Linked DNA regions of Drosophila melanogaster: region 2 is linked to region 1. The links are chromatin contacts, called in public HiChIP or PLAC-seq maps. All regions are on one chromosome and are shown on one strand. The core of a region is the stretch at or near the end of the contact, and the rest is flanking DNA. Distances in the headings are between cores, read along the strand shown. Region 1 holds the start of Vha14-2 (Vacuolar H[+] ATPase 14kD subunit 2). Region 2 holds the start of Osi2 (Osiris 2).

Region 1 (7,462 bases), core at 3,179-5,678:
CACAGTGTGTCGGAAACTGTTTTGCTTGGAGGACTGGCAACAGCGCTTGGCGTCGTTGTTGTCGCCGCTTTGACAACGCCTTTGTGATTGGAATACGAAATAAGGCAGAGCACAATGGAGCCACAAATCTGTGGAAGACGAGACATGGATTTGGCTTTGGGTTCTGGCCCTGGCTCTGGGATGGAACTCACAAATCAAACGCATCTGTCAGCACCGCAGAGGAGACATCTGCTGGGAATTCAGAGTTCGAAAAGAACCGGCTGAACCGTGTGTATTCGACAACTGTCAATGTATCTTGTAGTTGGCGTCGACTGGTAATTACGTGACGTTTCTTGATAAATTGTGATTCGTAGCGTGATTTGCAGACGGCCATTACTAGAGACTAATGTGCGGCATGCTCTCAGAATTGGAACAAACGCCAAAACGCTTTGATTCTAATGCATTTCTATTAACGGTTCCGCTGGCTGTTGACCGCCACAGCCGCAACCATAGCCACCGGCACTACCCGCCCTCCAGTTTCTAGCTCCAATAAGGCCAAAACGCCGCCAGCCAGCCAACTCGGTGGCCACATGGTGACCCAGTTCGTCAATGGAATCCACAAATACGGGGCTTTAATTCGGGGGTGGGGCAGTGACGTTCGGTTTTATTCATTCAGCAGGGGTCATCAACCCAGAGAACTGCGTTCAATGCATTGACACGATTTTTGGCTTCGGTCCTGAATAATAACCAACTGCACATTAACAGTTACCACCCGCTCAATTAAGCAAGTACACTGCGGAAAAACTGCCCTTGAATCGTATGATTTATGTGAAGAAAAATTTGAGGATATGTTCTTCGATGCCAATATGACAGAAACTTCTACCTCCTTTGAAATAATTAAGATTATTTTAATAATTTAATTTAATGGAAACAAAAGCTAAATAATAATAATAATAATAATAATAAATATACTGTCTAGTTGCAAATGCTTTTACATATTTATTATACCGATGTTTAATGAACAACTTACTTACCATTTTGTAAATGGATTTCCACCAGCACCGTAATAATATAATTCCCTTAAAAAATGTCTAGAAACGTATGTTGGGGTAGGAAACATCAGCTTTATAGGCATAGGCATATGTATAAAAATCAAAAGTTTCCAGTTTACCCATTTAACACCCCATTTAATTAGATGTGGTCATACGCGAAAAACCTATTCCAATCGGTGAAGGAAGGGAGGGCCTTGCCAAAGACACTAGAATAGACTAGGGTCTTTGGCCTAGCCCTGCACTTCCTGTTCCCTGCCATTCTGAAACTGCGATGGTCCTGGCTAACGATCATTTGCGGTTAGTCGTGCTGACAAGGCCTTTGCCAATGTTTATTATATTGTCATTATGCGAATTTCATTCGCAGCCCAACTGATTGGCAGTCGCGCGGAGAGAGTGCATATAGTAATATAGTGTGTTGTCAGCCTGGCAACTGAAGTGAATGGCAGGGAGATATATCGGCCGATGTCGGTGCCGTGACGTTAATGTCGATGTCATGTACTGCCTTCGGTTCGCCTGCATTTGACATTTCGCACATGGCTTTCTTGTGATTATAGCTCTTACTCTTGTGAACGAGCGCCTATTTACCTTTCAATAAAATTGTTGAATAATCAACGGCACAGCAGAAACATCACAAGCAGCAGTAGCGCGATACGCGCCCTGTAAGGTTCATTTCATTTTGTTGCGAATCATTTGAGCTCAGAAGAAAGCGTATTGCGAATTTTTTTCCATTTTTCGGTTTTTTGATTTTTAGGTTTTTCGGTTTGACTTGATTTGCGTGATGTGCATGCGGAGCAGCAGTGGCGGCGGCGGTGGCAGGTTCCCTTATATAATCCCGCAAATGCTATGGTATTTTAAGCGCTAAATAAATAAGAGGCGTGCTTGCACTCGGTGATGCTTCCAAATGCCTTCACAAAGTTCAGGCGCACTCAAACCGAGAGGCCGAAAGGCAAAAGAGCAAGTGAATCCCGACCAGAAGACACCATCGTGAGATCCAGCCGGGGATATACACCTGCGACTATGTACACCATCCGATCTCGCACAACCCTAGCAACAGACTATCCCACAGCAGACCATGGCAGCTGCTGAACGGTGACTTCTAATTTTTGTATCAGTTACCTTTAAAAACAACCTCTTTTTTAAACTTGAGGTGTGATGTTCTTATGGGCACATATGTCATTTCGTATTAATAGATCATATTTCTTCTATATAGGCCCTTAATGCCATTTATTATTAGATAGAAGCTTCATAAAGATGAAAAATACATCAATCAAAAGTACGAGTATTCCGTTATTTATCTTAAGGAAATTCCCTTTATTTTATAAGCCAGTGCCTTTAGTTCATGCATGTCACACAATCTAGACAAAAAAAGAGAAAATGGGCAATCGTCGAAAAATGGGTAGCCCAGAACCTCGCACTCGCACACGAAATCAAAATTTTAATTTCCAGCTAACCCAAAGCGGGAAAATAGGCAAAACGTGTCGGGCATAAGTGAAAATTTCTAGACGCAGCAAGCTAAATGCCAAATGCCGCCATGACCATATTTAAGAAGCCGGCCAGCAAAAGTCATTTGACACACTGTTGCTGTTGCTGCGGATGATGTTGCCTCGGCTGGTGATGTTGGCAGTAGTCCAGCCGTAGGCAGTCAATAAACTAAAACCGGTAGCATGAATTGCCGGTTGTAAGTTTGGGGAAGGCCAGTCCGCTGTAGCTGGAATTCGATGGCTCCGCCATTAGCAATCGCAATGTGTGGAAAAAGGTCAGCGGGCCAGAGCATCGATGGCTTGGCTGGGATGGGATTCGATTGAGGCTTGTCTTGGAGCTTAAAGTTTTTGGTTCCAGTACATATGGAATTTCAGTTTCATTGCCGGTCTCTGTGTGCAATGACAGTTTTCCGCCTGGCTGAAAGTTCAATGCACCTCGGGTGCATTATGCACAGAAAAGAATTGCCTGACACTTAAGTCGGTGACTATTCTAGCAAAAATGTTTTTTAATCATTAAATGATTTTTCATATCGCGGAATACATAGTTGTAAGTCCTCACATGAGTAGTGAGAGGTTTGGTTTTATCTTTTATATGTTAATTGCGCTGTTATGTTACTGTTACTGCATTGTATTGATTCATCGCTTCTAAATAAATAAATATATAAAAAAAAAAAAAAAAAAAAAAAAAAAAAATATCGCGGAATAATAAGGGAAATTGTGAATACAAATAAAAAAGCAGATTAGCCAACAATATTTTGAATGTTTTATACCAAAAAACTTGTTTAGTCTGCAGATGCTTGTATTTTATGATATCAGTGTTCAACAATATTGGTAAATTTAAACAAATCTTTTAAAAGGAATGCAATATATTAAATATTTATTACCAGGATCGGCTTTAACTTATTTATATTTAAATAATATAGATGTTCTCCTTTTACAGCTTCTGCACGAGTGGCTTAACTACTTGGAAATGACACGCGTTTCTTCCAGTGCAGGTGTTTGAGCTGTTGCTCCAGCTGTCAATTAATAGCAAATGTCAGGGGCTGGCTTTGAAGCATTAATCATAATTAGTTATGCCACACGCCGGCAACAACAACGATGGCTATTGATATGTGGACTGTAAACTTTAAACAATTAGAGCTGATTTGAAAAACGCTAACTGTAATTGGGAGTCGAGTGTTGTGTTGGGTTCAAGTGGCAGCTGGTCTGTCGAAAGTCGTGCTCGGCAATTAGCCGCATTTAGGCATTTGGGTTTAGGCCGCCTGGCGAACACGTAACACCAACTTGGTGGCCGGGACTTTGGGTCGAGATCTAAGGCGATTTGCTTTAAAGGGGACAATGGGTACGAAGGTGATATGTGCGTCAGTTTCGTGGGCGTAGGTCTATGCGTGTCATTCGCTGGCTGAGCCCTTCGGGAAGTTATCTAATCCAATTAGGAGCTGTTGACATTACGTAAACGGCGGAGCTGAAGGGAGTGAGCCGGCAATTTGACACACAGTTCGCCGCTTTCCAACCAATGTTTTCGATTAAGTTTTGAGCAGCAACTGACAGAAATTCGTTATAAAATTGCACTGCAGTGGACAGCGGCAAAGCAAACATTTTAAACAATTATAAAACTTGTTTTACGCTCGACAACACAACAAACAGCGAAGTGCAGCCAGCGTTTTGCCATCAAATGCGGCATGGCTGTCAAGTGCAGTTTTCCCCATTTTCCGTTCCTGTTCTACATCCGTTTCACCGAAACAATTGTTTTGTCATCGGCGGCAGATGCACATGTACTCTACCACTCTAATGAATGAGTCGTATAATGGCAGAAACAAATGCGACTTATACATTTTTATTTGGTACGATAATCTAGTTATGGCAAAGCCTTTGAAAAGTAAGTTATTCTTTAGAGATTACCATTAAGAATCAGTTGGCTTAGATGCTTGTTTCCATTTGTCAGTTACAATTTTAAGATATTTTTTCCAGTCAAGAAAATATGTCGTCGCACACAGAGGATCTGGGACGCCTTTTGGCCGTGATTGGCGATGAGGTTTGAGCCTAAAAGTAATATTTACAAATCAATATGTCCACACCCACACACAATTTACCCAGGACACGTGTGTCGGCTTTCTGCTGGGTGGCATTGGAGAGGTCGACGAGGATCGAGAGACCAACTTCATGGTCGTGGAAAGAGGTAATTTCATTTCTAAGCTCAAAAAGGGCTATCAAGCTTTCCTATATATCAGACCAAAAATTGTAATTGGTACTTTCAGTTATCGCATTATTCTCTTATCGTTTTTCATTGTATACCAGACACCACCCCTAAGCAGATCGAAGAGTGTTTCAAAAAGTTCCTGAGGCGACCGGATATAGTCATTATTCTGATCAACCAGGTTTACGCTGATATGATTCGACCCACTGTCGATGCTCACAATCTGGCCGTTCCCACTGTGCTGGAGATTCCCTCGAAACAGCATCCCTACGATTCCTCCAGGGACTCGATTCTGAAGCGGGCTCAAGTGAGTTATCCTGCACCGTCAAAGGGTTAGCCCCAAGTCCTTACCAATTCTTCTCCAGCGAGTCATCACTCCGCCCGAGAGGCACTACTAGCGGCTCAGTTTTGGCAGTCACTTTTGGGGAGGTGGGGAAGTTTAATGAAGGATTTTGCATAGTTTTCAAATGCATACCAAATGCTGGTGATACAATGTCGTTGGAACAGTTATCGAAAATATATACGCACAAACATAGATATATTCACAAAGAAATGATGGGGGAAAATAAAGCTTATACATACATGGGGCAACTTTTCAGCTCATGCGTTTTAAGGAAATTGCCCAAAAAAAAAAAACTCCAGCAACAATCTAAAAAGAGAAAAGCAACAAAAATACCTTGCGCTTGCAACAAAATTGAAAACAGCAACCGCACAAAAACAAATCAAAAGAAAAAGAAAAGCCATAGCAAAGTACCAACAAAGTGAACGAAAACGATACAAATAAGCGCTGAAATGCCAATACATGGCAAAAATGCCAGAAGAAAACCGAATAAAACCAAGTATAACAAAACGGCGAACCCAAAAAGGGACAACAAAAACCTGGCAAAATAAAAACTCTTAAAAAGACAGCACAGTTTACGTTGTCTGGATGGATCTGGATCTGGACCCAGTTGCAGCGAATGTCGGGGAAAGCGGCTTCTTACGGGCTGCTTAGCGAAACAAAAGCATGCGAAAACAATATTCGAGCAAAGTATTTTGCGCCAACTTTTCGCACCAAGAAGTTGGCGCCGAGAATGCATTCAGAAACTTCTGCTCCAGTGACAAGTTTGCTAGAACCGAGCCCCCAGAATCAAGAGATAGAGCAGGACGTAAGCCTCCCTGTTGGCCCCATAAAAGCGCAGCAAGCAGGCAAAACTCCGCACCTCCAACACACGAATCCCGCCCGAAATTTGGCTATATAATGCTTTAATAATGGCTAAAAGACATTCACAAGCAATTGCTGCTATGAAGTTTGGCCCAGCATGACATTACACATTTAATGCTTTTGTTGATAAAGAATATGACTTATTAATGTTAATACAACGCCACCACGTATCAATTTCAATTGTGAACTTTAAATAAGGATAGGGACATTGGTCAATACTTCCAGCTATGAAGGACAGAATGAATTTTTACAACCAGTCAAATTTCTATGATCGACAGGCCTCGACGGAAATGAATCTCCTATTCCAGATAATTACTTAAAGTAGCCATAAACTTATGCCTTCTGCGTTATAAGTTATATATTATATAAGCTGTTATTCACTTTGTACTAATTTCCCAATTATGCATGTATTGCCAACGCCATTAAAATAAAGTCTCCCCAAAAGTCTGCAAAGCTTTCTCGTTCGCCCGGCCCTCTTTCAAAACATCAGATGATACTTTTGGGGGATCCTTAAATTTTTTCCATACATGACAGGAAGGTGGAATTACATCTCTAGGACAAAAGCAGTGCCATTCTCAATCAAAAAATTATTCTCTATACCAAAGAATAGAGAATTCCATTTTATCGCTGTTTTGCTCATTGCTTACTATGTGAAAATGCCGCCAAAATGTCTATATTCGAATTTTTTTGAATTGTGAATTAATGAGCTGTGACCGTTGGGAACACAGACCTGGCTGTTTGTCAAGTATCTGGACACGTAGTATTTGCCACCCATCTTTTTCAGGGCGGGCATGTTTTGACAACAAAATGGCGTGGAGCATTTAGGACCTAATTAGCCGCACATGCCATTCACACTGGGCGGGGGGTGCACGCGGCGTATGCGTAATTGCATTACATGAAGTCTGCTCACTTTGCTGCAGTTTGGCTGTCACCTGCCAAAAGCATTTTGCAGAGACGCAAACTAACCGGAGCCTGCCATTGATACTTCAAAGAGCTGAATGGGACTTGCAGCACACTGCCATTTTAGGTGTTATACGATTATATAATATCGGTATTTTTATAGAGAATATCCTTTAAATATTACATTTTTTTGTTGGCCAAAGGTCTGCACTTTGCACTATCATCCTTGCAACATGATTAGCAGCTGGCGAAACATTCTGACCCACCTGATTCCACTGAGACCCAATTAAAATTATTCAAGTTGCGATTTCATCAGCAAGACGCGCACAATATGGCATCAATTGGCGGCGCAGCGGCAGAAGTGGAAATGGGACGAGACCCTTTAATGCCCAAGGCAGAACTTTTGACACACAGCGACAAGTTCTGCGCCTTTTTAGCAGTTTAGGGAGAAGAAAGAAAACTAAATAAATAAGCGACTAACTGAGTGACTGAAGACGGCAGAAGCATTGCAGCGAAACTTTGCGCCGAGCAATGGGGAACATAAATAAATGAAATTATTCAAAAGTAGTTTGGAATTCTCGTGACAGCGCATAAAAACAAACAGCTGAATGCAATTTGGCTCGTTCTAAGCCATGCGAGAAGGAAAAGT
Region 2 (7,462 bases), core at 1,984-4,483, 87 kb after region 1:
TGCCCAGCTCGTCGCTTTTGCTGTCCAACTATGACCCCTTCTACAGTCCACTATTGTCCCGCCTGGACTCGGTGTTTGCCCAGCTCAAATTGAATCCGGAGAACGAAGCTTGCCGCGAGAAACTCATCTGCCTGATGTACGCCAACCCCGCGAAGTATGCTCCGTACAGCAACCTGGTCTCAGCTCAACTCAGCAGGTGAGTGTTGTAAGTCCTCACATGATTAGTGAGAGGTTTGGTTTTATCTTTTATATGTTAATTGCGCTGTTATGTTACTGTTACTGCATTGTATTGATTCATCGCTTCTAAATAAATAAAAAAAAAAAAAAAAAAAAAAAAAAAAAAAAAAAAAAAAAAAGCAGGTGAGTTCGGTTTCCGCCCGAAAGTATGCCGTAATTAATCGCAGTTGAGCAATTACAGTAGGGTATTGATTAAAGGAATACCATTCCTTATTTCATTTCAGTAAAGTGCCTTTAGTCGAGGCCAAATTAATAAGGGTAGAAATAACCATCAATCGAAATTTAAATGAAAGCTTAAGGTGTCAGTACGTGTATCGGTATGCTTGGTTGCCTTATTTATGTTTTATATTAATAAGATTAATATTAATACCATGTCAGCTTTTAATTAAGCTACCTGTAATTGTCTACATTTTTAATTTTAATGTTAACAAAATTAATAACATTGAAACAATCAAAATCTGCTGACGCTTCTCAAAGGAGATCAACGAATGAGCTTTCTAACTTAGGCAGTCACAGAAATCACTTATTCATATTAATAGCTTTAACATTTGTGTGCTTTACATTTAATTCAACTACCGTCACTCCCACTTTTAGGGAACTGAACGAGCTGCGGAAGCCTACTTCCGACAACCCGGACATCCTGCGATTCTTCAAGTACATGCGAGCGGCGAAGGACGGTCAGGACGGCGTCGACTGCGACGAGTCCTTCGCCAAGTGCAAGGAGCTGAAGGACCTCGAGAACCCGGCAATGCTGTCCACCTACAACGACATCAACAAACTGGTCCAGGCCCGCAAGCTGGCGTAGACGGGGTCTAAAGGTCTCGGAGCCATCTCTCGGACGGTATGGGGTCGAGATGACAGCAAAGTTCGTGGGAGTCACGTCAAAAGTCCGTCTGACGGATGCCTGCCTTCTGGGGATGGGCGGTGTAATTATGCAAATCGTACTTTAGATAGGATAGCCTAGCCATATATAGAGGTTCGTCAGACGGCAGCTGTCGGCGGCGGGTGGGGGTTGGTGCGCAGGGGCAGGGACGGGGCTTCATTAATACGCTGTAAATAGAAAAGTTTGTTTCGTAGTTTAATTAGCACCAGCACCAATTACTGGAGGATGCTGTTATTTTTAGCCATTTAGCTGAATTTTAAGTATTTATTTCTAGCCTACGACTATTTTTAAACCTAACCCGACTATTTTTAACTATTTATTCTGTTGTTATTATGCGATTAGTCAGCGAGCATTGTTCAATGTCCTTAAATTATTCAACAAAATCATGTTGTACCACCAGAAATAAACCAAACTTATTGAAATCTCTTTGCGCTTGATTGGGCGAAGAAACAAGGGCATGGCTTCTTAAGCGAATTCCTGTTTAAATTGGTTGCATGGAGAAAGAGCTTGCCTGACGACACCAGCTCGAAAACACCTTTCCTATTTTAGTGCAAACATTTGCATTATACAGAAATATCTAAAGGACTTGGGGCAGCAAGAAACTTAATTACAAGCAAACATGTGTTTGAGTGTCTGGTAAGTATATGCATTTATATGTAAGTTACGTGCTTTTAAGTGGTTCATTGCTTTCAGCTTTAATGAAGTGATCCTAGTGACAATAAGCAATCGAAACTAGTTAGTCAATTTGTATTTTTCGCAAGATATGTTGTCAAACGTTTTTGATAAAATATCTATATTTTACACAAGTATAGAACCTTGAATCTGCACTAACAAAAGACTAAGAAATCATATAAAAAAGTCGGCGGAATGACTTTGGAAAAATGTGTGCTATAGTATTTTACTTAAAACATGCAGTTTGTTAATAATTTGAGTATATGATACCTGAATACTAATAGTGCTGGAATGTCTCGTTTAATTAAAAGTGGACAATGAAGTAATACATATTTAATAAAAGATACCACTACTACTGACTACTGCGTTTCGCTTCGACTTGTAGTATTGTTTCGTAAATATATTTTCGGAAATTTGAGCTAGGTTTATTTATTTAGGGCGCAAATCTGTGCAGTGGAAGAGGAAGTGCTGCAAATATTGTGTTTAGCTCTTCTGTTACCGGATTTTCTCCTTTTTTTTTCTTTTCTAGTTATTTACGTTTACATATGTATGCGGAATGTTCTGGTCAGATGCTTTAAAGGGCTGCCCAAGTAGATGATTCAATTACGCGGCTTGGGCAACATGTCCGGCAAAACAAAAGCGTCTCCGACCGCAGCCTTGCACCCGGCCACGCCTCCGCACACAAGTGCCCTCGAACTGACGGAAACAATTTCCGCCGGCGGGCTTCTGTTTGCGGCCTCGTTGGCAGATCGTGCCTCCGCTGACCGAGGAAAATCGGGAAATCGTGCGAGTGTGGCAGCGGGAAAACCCGCAGCAGTGCCGCCTGTTTTGATTTTTGTGGCAGCCAGATGGGGAATTGCCCAGTTGCCCCACGATTGGCCCACAGTTGCCGCCGCAGGAAATTGCAGACAATGCAAAAACTCACTGGATGCAGGTTCCTCTGGTTCGCATTTCGCCCTGACTTTAAACGTGGGCGTTCCAAAAACCAGTTTGCAGTAAAAGTAATAATCGTATGTGAGGCAAGAGGCCAAGAGTTGCATAATCCCTGCGACTGTGACGTACGTTTTCCCGGAATGAGTCACTTGAACAGTTTGTTGGCTCTTTAAATCAAACTCGAATTAAAGCCAAGGCCTCGACGTGCGCCACAATAATTTTGGGATTTTCTCAAGGCACACGAACGCTCGACTCGCCCAGCCGGACGCGAAGAAGCACAGGTCGTTGTCTCTCACCCACGGAGTCAAAAGTAAACCCGATCGACTGATCGTATCCACAACCTACCGCAAGTGCGACCGCGTTGAGATCTGCCTCTTAGCCATCATCGTTGCGGGCCAAAAGCGACGACAGTGGCTGGGCTATTGTCTCCATGTGTTGACTTCGCCACCGACTCCTCCTCTCGCCACTTCTCGCATTTCATATAAAATCTTTGCCGTCCAGCAGCCACGGCACAGTCGCTTTCGGCCAGCAGAAAGACAGAGTCGCTCGGAAAACGCGTCAAGGATATACCTAACCAAAATCACCCCAGGCGCTTATAGGAAACAGCAAAAGGTAAACAGCGGAAAAAACCGTTCGAAAAAAGAATGTAAAATTGTGTGAAGTGAAGTGAAATGAACTGCGATAAATTGTGTAATAAGCAAATAATATAGATGTGGGAAACGCCAGCATTGCATTACCAATTTAAACGACCATTCGATTGTGGCCAATAACTTTTAACCGTACTTTAATAAAGCGGTTGCAAATTTAAAATTTTCTGAAAATTCAGTTCTCTGAACAGAGAAGTCCTTATATCTGTGATTATTGGAACACTTTGCAAAGAAAATTAATATAATTTCAAGCATGGCCATGTGTAAATTTAATGTACAATAGTTTAATTTATACGGTAAATGAATTAAAGGCCACTGTTTTTAAGGTTCATTAAATATATTGAATATCATTCAGATTAGTAGATAGTCGTTTAGGGAGTGCTATTTTCAACGAATGCAGACTTGTATTTATCTTATTGTTAAAATAGTAGTAGAAGTTCAAAATAGGCATAGTCATTGCTAAACGAGAGCTATTCAAGGGTGTACATAAATTGTTAAATCTTTCGACCCGATAAAGCCATCATTTCCATTTATTGCCACTGTAATTTCGTAATACCGACCATCACCAGTCCACATTTCATTGACCTTCAATGGCGAATGCAAATGAAAAAGCAAAACAAATAGCGAAACAAACACAACAGACACAGTGACCAAAATTTGTTACCGCTTTCGACATAGCCATGCAAAGACCACTCCGACTGTGCAAAATATTCGCCGTGAAGCGATAATGATTCACTAATCCATAAATCTTCCGCACCCATTCCCATCCAATTACGATTCCTCATAAACATCCGCAATTTATTGTGTGCTTTCGGGTGCTTGACTTTCCATTGCCATAAACTTTTCACTTTCGCGCCATAAAGCGTTTTTCGTTGCATACTCTTTGGCGTCCCACAAACTTTTCTTCTCGTGGACATTGAAGTTCTTTAAAGTTGGTGGGCGAGCCGAATTCTTTGTTAGTTTCGCCTATACCACTAGCGGATTGCCACACAAGCGTCGCGCTGATGAGTCCCAGTCCCGGTCTGTATTTGGCCCAAATAACGAAAGCCTAACGAAAGTAAAAGCAACTGGCCAAAAAAGCCCCTGAAGCATAACGAACTTTTCGCGTGCGATTTCAGCTGGCGTCCATCTTAATACAGTGGTTGGGCCACATGTCGAATGGAAATTTCCTTTTTGGGATTGAAACTCTTTTAATGTCTCTATATATCCAATTTAAAGTTACGAAATATAAAGAAATGGCAAAGAATGAAAGATATTTTATTGCGAATCCTTTTTTATTTTACATAATTTGTTATGACCAAGAGTTAGTACATATCTCGTAGACATTTTATCGCCTACCGTTAGTATGCGAACCACTGTCAATAATGCGCATTAGGAACGCCTCACTGCACTTCTGCTTGACCAGACTGAGCTGACCTTTTTAAAGCACATTAGGCCCGCTGTTTATGCGCTCTAGCACGGAATTCAATTACGAGCATTTCCCGCCTCATTGCCGACAAAGGGTTAAGCCGGCAAACCGGTCCGCCGGCATTTCACTTTGGGTCCAACTCATCTGTGGGTTTATCTGTATTTTTGGGTGCAGAAAGCTCCACGAGAAATTTAAGCAAACCAAAGTCGAGTTAGCAGTAAACACCGAAGAGCAAAGAGTGGTAAGCCGTGGTCAAGTTGGCTTGAAAGCGAGAGTTATTACGTTTGAGCGGTTAATTGCACAGTGAGCCATCGGGACCGCTAAGCCATGTGAAAAGTGTGTCAGTTTTAAGTGGAGAGTCGATCCGTTAAGCCAATAAGCAGTAGCCAAATAGTTGCCTATATACACTTCTTTTTTGACATCGCGAGACGGAGCCAAAAATGCTGGAATAATCGGGTGATTGAGAGAAAACTTCAGCGGCTCGAACGAAACTTGTGCCAGTAGCTTTGTTTAAGTCATTTCATCTTCTCCTGCTTACAGCCATGGCAATGAGAGCGCTCATCTTTCTGGCCCTCGCCACTCTGGTGGCTGGCGAAGGTCTTCGGCTTCCGGACCAGCAGTCGTCCAACAACATCCAGCAAGTCTACGCACCGCAGCCACCGGCTCAGCAGATCCAGCAACCCCAGCAGCAACAACAGTTTCCACAGGCACAGCAGCCAGGAGTTGGCGAGGAACGCGGACGCTCCTCCCTGCTCAGCATCTTTGGCCTGGGCAACGACAACGATCCCTTCCTGGCCAGGACCAACAGCAACTGCCTCGGCGGCGACCTCTCCGAGTGCTTCAAGACTCAGGCGCTCAACACCTTCGACGAGATCTTCTTCAAGGACCAGTACAAGTAAGCGCTATGATTGTATATACAACTATAAACGGAATAATCGCTTGCTGTCTTTGGGGAAGAGGAATCTCCTAGTGATGCCTCTTTCATATTTTCCCTTGAACGGTAACTTGAAAAGAATGGCTTCCTTAACAATCTCAACGTAAAAAATATAGTTTCTCGACCTGAATTTCATCTAGAGGGAAATGGTTTGTTAAGGCGTACTTTTATAGGCATATTTTTCTTGCGTTACACACCACTTGACGAGAAGGCTAATCAAGAATCCCTTTAACTTCCAGGCTCTCCGACTTTGCTCGTGTGGTGCGACTGCCAGAAACCCAGCAGAGGTCCTTGCTGCAGGAGCCATTCGAGTACTCCGAGGAGCCACGTGGCGACGACGACGAGTGGAATCAGCTGCTGAAATATGGACTCCGAAGGGCCGAACGGTAAGCTGTCACAATTAGCCAAATGACTGCGGCTCGTGCCGGATGCAAATTAATTTGGGCCGCAAAGTTGGCCCGGCTTTTGCATAAAATATGAGATTTTTATGAAAATGTAAATGCTCATTCGCGGACATGTTTCCGCTTCCTTGCAGCTTCATCAAGTCCACGGCTCTAGAGGTCGAGTGGCCCGAGGAACTCACCGAAGCCGGTCGTTATGAAGCACGCTTCATCGGAAACGACATTGATGGCGAACTGGACCTCATTGATGATGGACAGCGGGCTGGACATTTCTGTAAGTCTACATATTATTATTTATGTTGAGTTAAAGAGAAATTTGAATGCGGATAAAAATATCCGAAATAGATAAAAATGCAAATGAGTCAGGAATGGTTTTAATTTTAAAATTATTTCTAATTTATATTTTCAATGCAATACATTTGTTAATGTTTAATTGAATCATAATTTACTTTTCCTAATGCAATGACATTTGAAATTTGACATGGAACATTGAACTTATAAAAATAATACTAGGCCGATTGAGAATTTAATTGTCTTAACATTTCCTCGAGGTTTCAAGCATTACAATAATAAATTTGATATAACCCATTGCAGCGCGTAAGAAGTTGAAGAAGATGATCATTCCCCTGCTGCTGGTGCTGAAGATCTTCAAGCTGAAGTTGCTGCTCTTCCTGCCCTTCATCCTTGGAATCGCTGGCCTCAAGAAGATCCTTGGATTGGCCGCTATTGTCCTGCCCGGTCTGTTCGCCTACTTCAAGCTGTGCCGTCCGCCAGGTGGTGTTGGAGGAGCATTCGGCGGTGGACTGTCGGGCCTGTTTGGCGGCAAGAACACCTTCCCCGAGTACAACCCCCAGGGAGTGGGAGCTGCCACCTACTACCACCACCACGAGCACTTTGAGGGCGGCCATGGAGGCGCTCCAGGACCTTACTACCGCCAGGAGCCAAGCTTTGCCAAGCCCTACACCGACTACTACAGCAAGAGCTACCAGGGCCAGCAGGTCCAGGGCCAGCAGGTTGGCGGCAACTCCGTCAGCTTCGGGGATCCGCAGGAGGCGGCCTACAACGGATACTATGGACGAAACTCCGGCAAGGACATTGTCGCCGAGCAACAGCCTCAGAAGAGCTAACTTCGAGGACTCCAACCACCTCCGCGTTGTTATTTATTCGGCCTTCGGCCTTGTTGCATTCCTATAAGAATATTTATTACGCTAATTGTAAATAAAATAAAGTTTGTAAAATAAACAGGAATTTCGCACTGGGACAGGAAGGATGCCATCCATAGTTTCCTTTGCCAGAGGTCTAGAGCTGTTTCCAATTAACGGCAAAAATTTCACTACAAAACGAGTC

The links. HiChIP or PLAC-seq counts read pairs in DNA pulled down with a chosen protein or histone mark.
Region 2: a contact with region 1 is called in a CP190 HiChIP or PLAC-seq map of the Kc167 cell line, with 5 times the contacts expected there. The contact joins the promoter of Osi2 here to the promoter of Vha14-2 in region 1. A contact is called at or near these places in 8 of 107 Hi-C or Micro-C datasets (the Clone 8 cell line, the D17-c3 cell line, the Kc167 cell line and 4 more) and 1 of 6 datasets of contacts at active chromatin or transcription factors (the Kc167 cell line).

Annotation. Positions count from the first base shown.
Region 1 is chr3R:6,118,164-6,125,625 of dm6, forward strand. Vha14-2 (Vacuolar H[+] ATPase 14kD subunit 2) reads left to right here and starts at 4,429. Exons shown (of 4, transcript NM_001260015.1): 1 at 4,429-4,547; 2 at 4,610-4,691; 3 at 4,811-5,016; 4 at 5,075-6,242. The coding sequence starts at 4,494. The coding sequence ends at 5,107.
Region 2 is chr3R:6,206,140-6,213,601 of dm6, forward strand. It overlaps Osi2 (Osiris 2), which reads left to right and starts at 3,234. Exons shown (of 5, transcript NM_001275374.1): 1 at 3,234-3,337; 2 at 5,321-5,675; 3 at 5,954-6,100; 4 at 6,250-6,389; 5 at 6,710-7,354. The coding sequence starts at 5,323. The coding sequence ends at 7,242. It overlaps Osi24 (Osiris 24), which reads left to right. Exons shown (of 6, transcript NM_141363.2): 5 at 1-196; 6 at 832-1,539. The coding sequence ends at 1,042.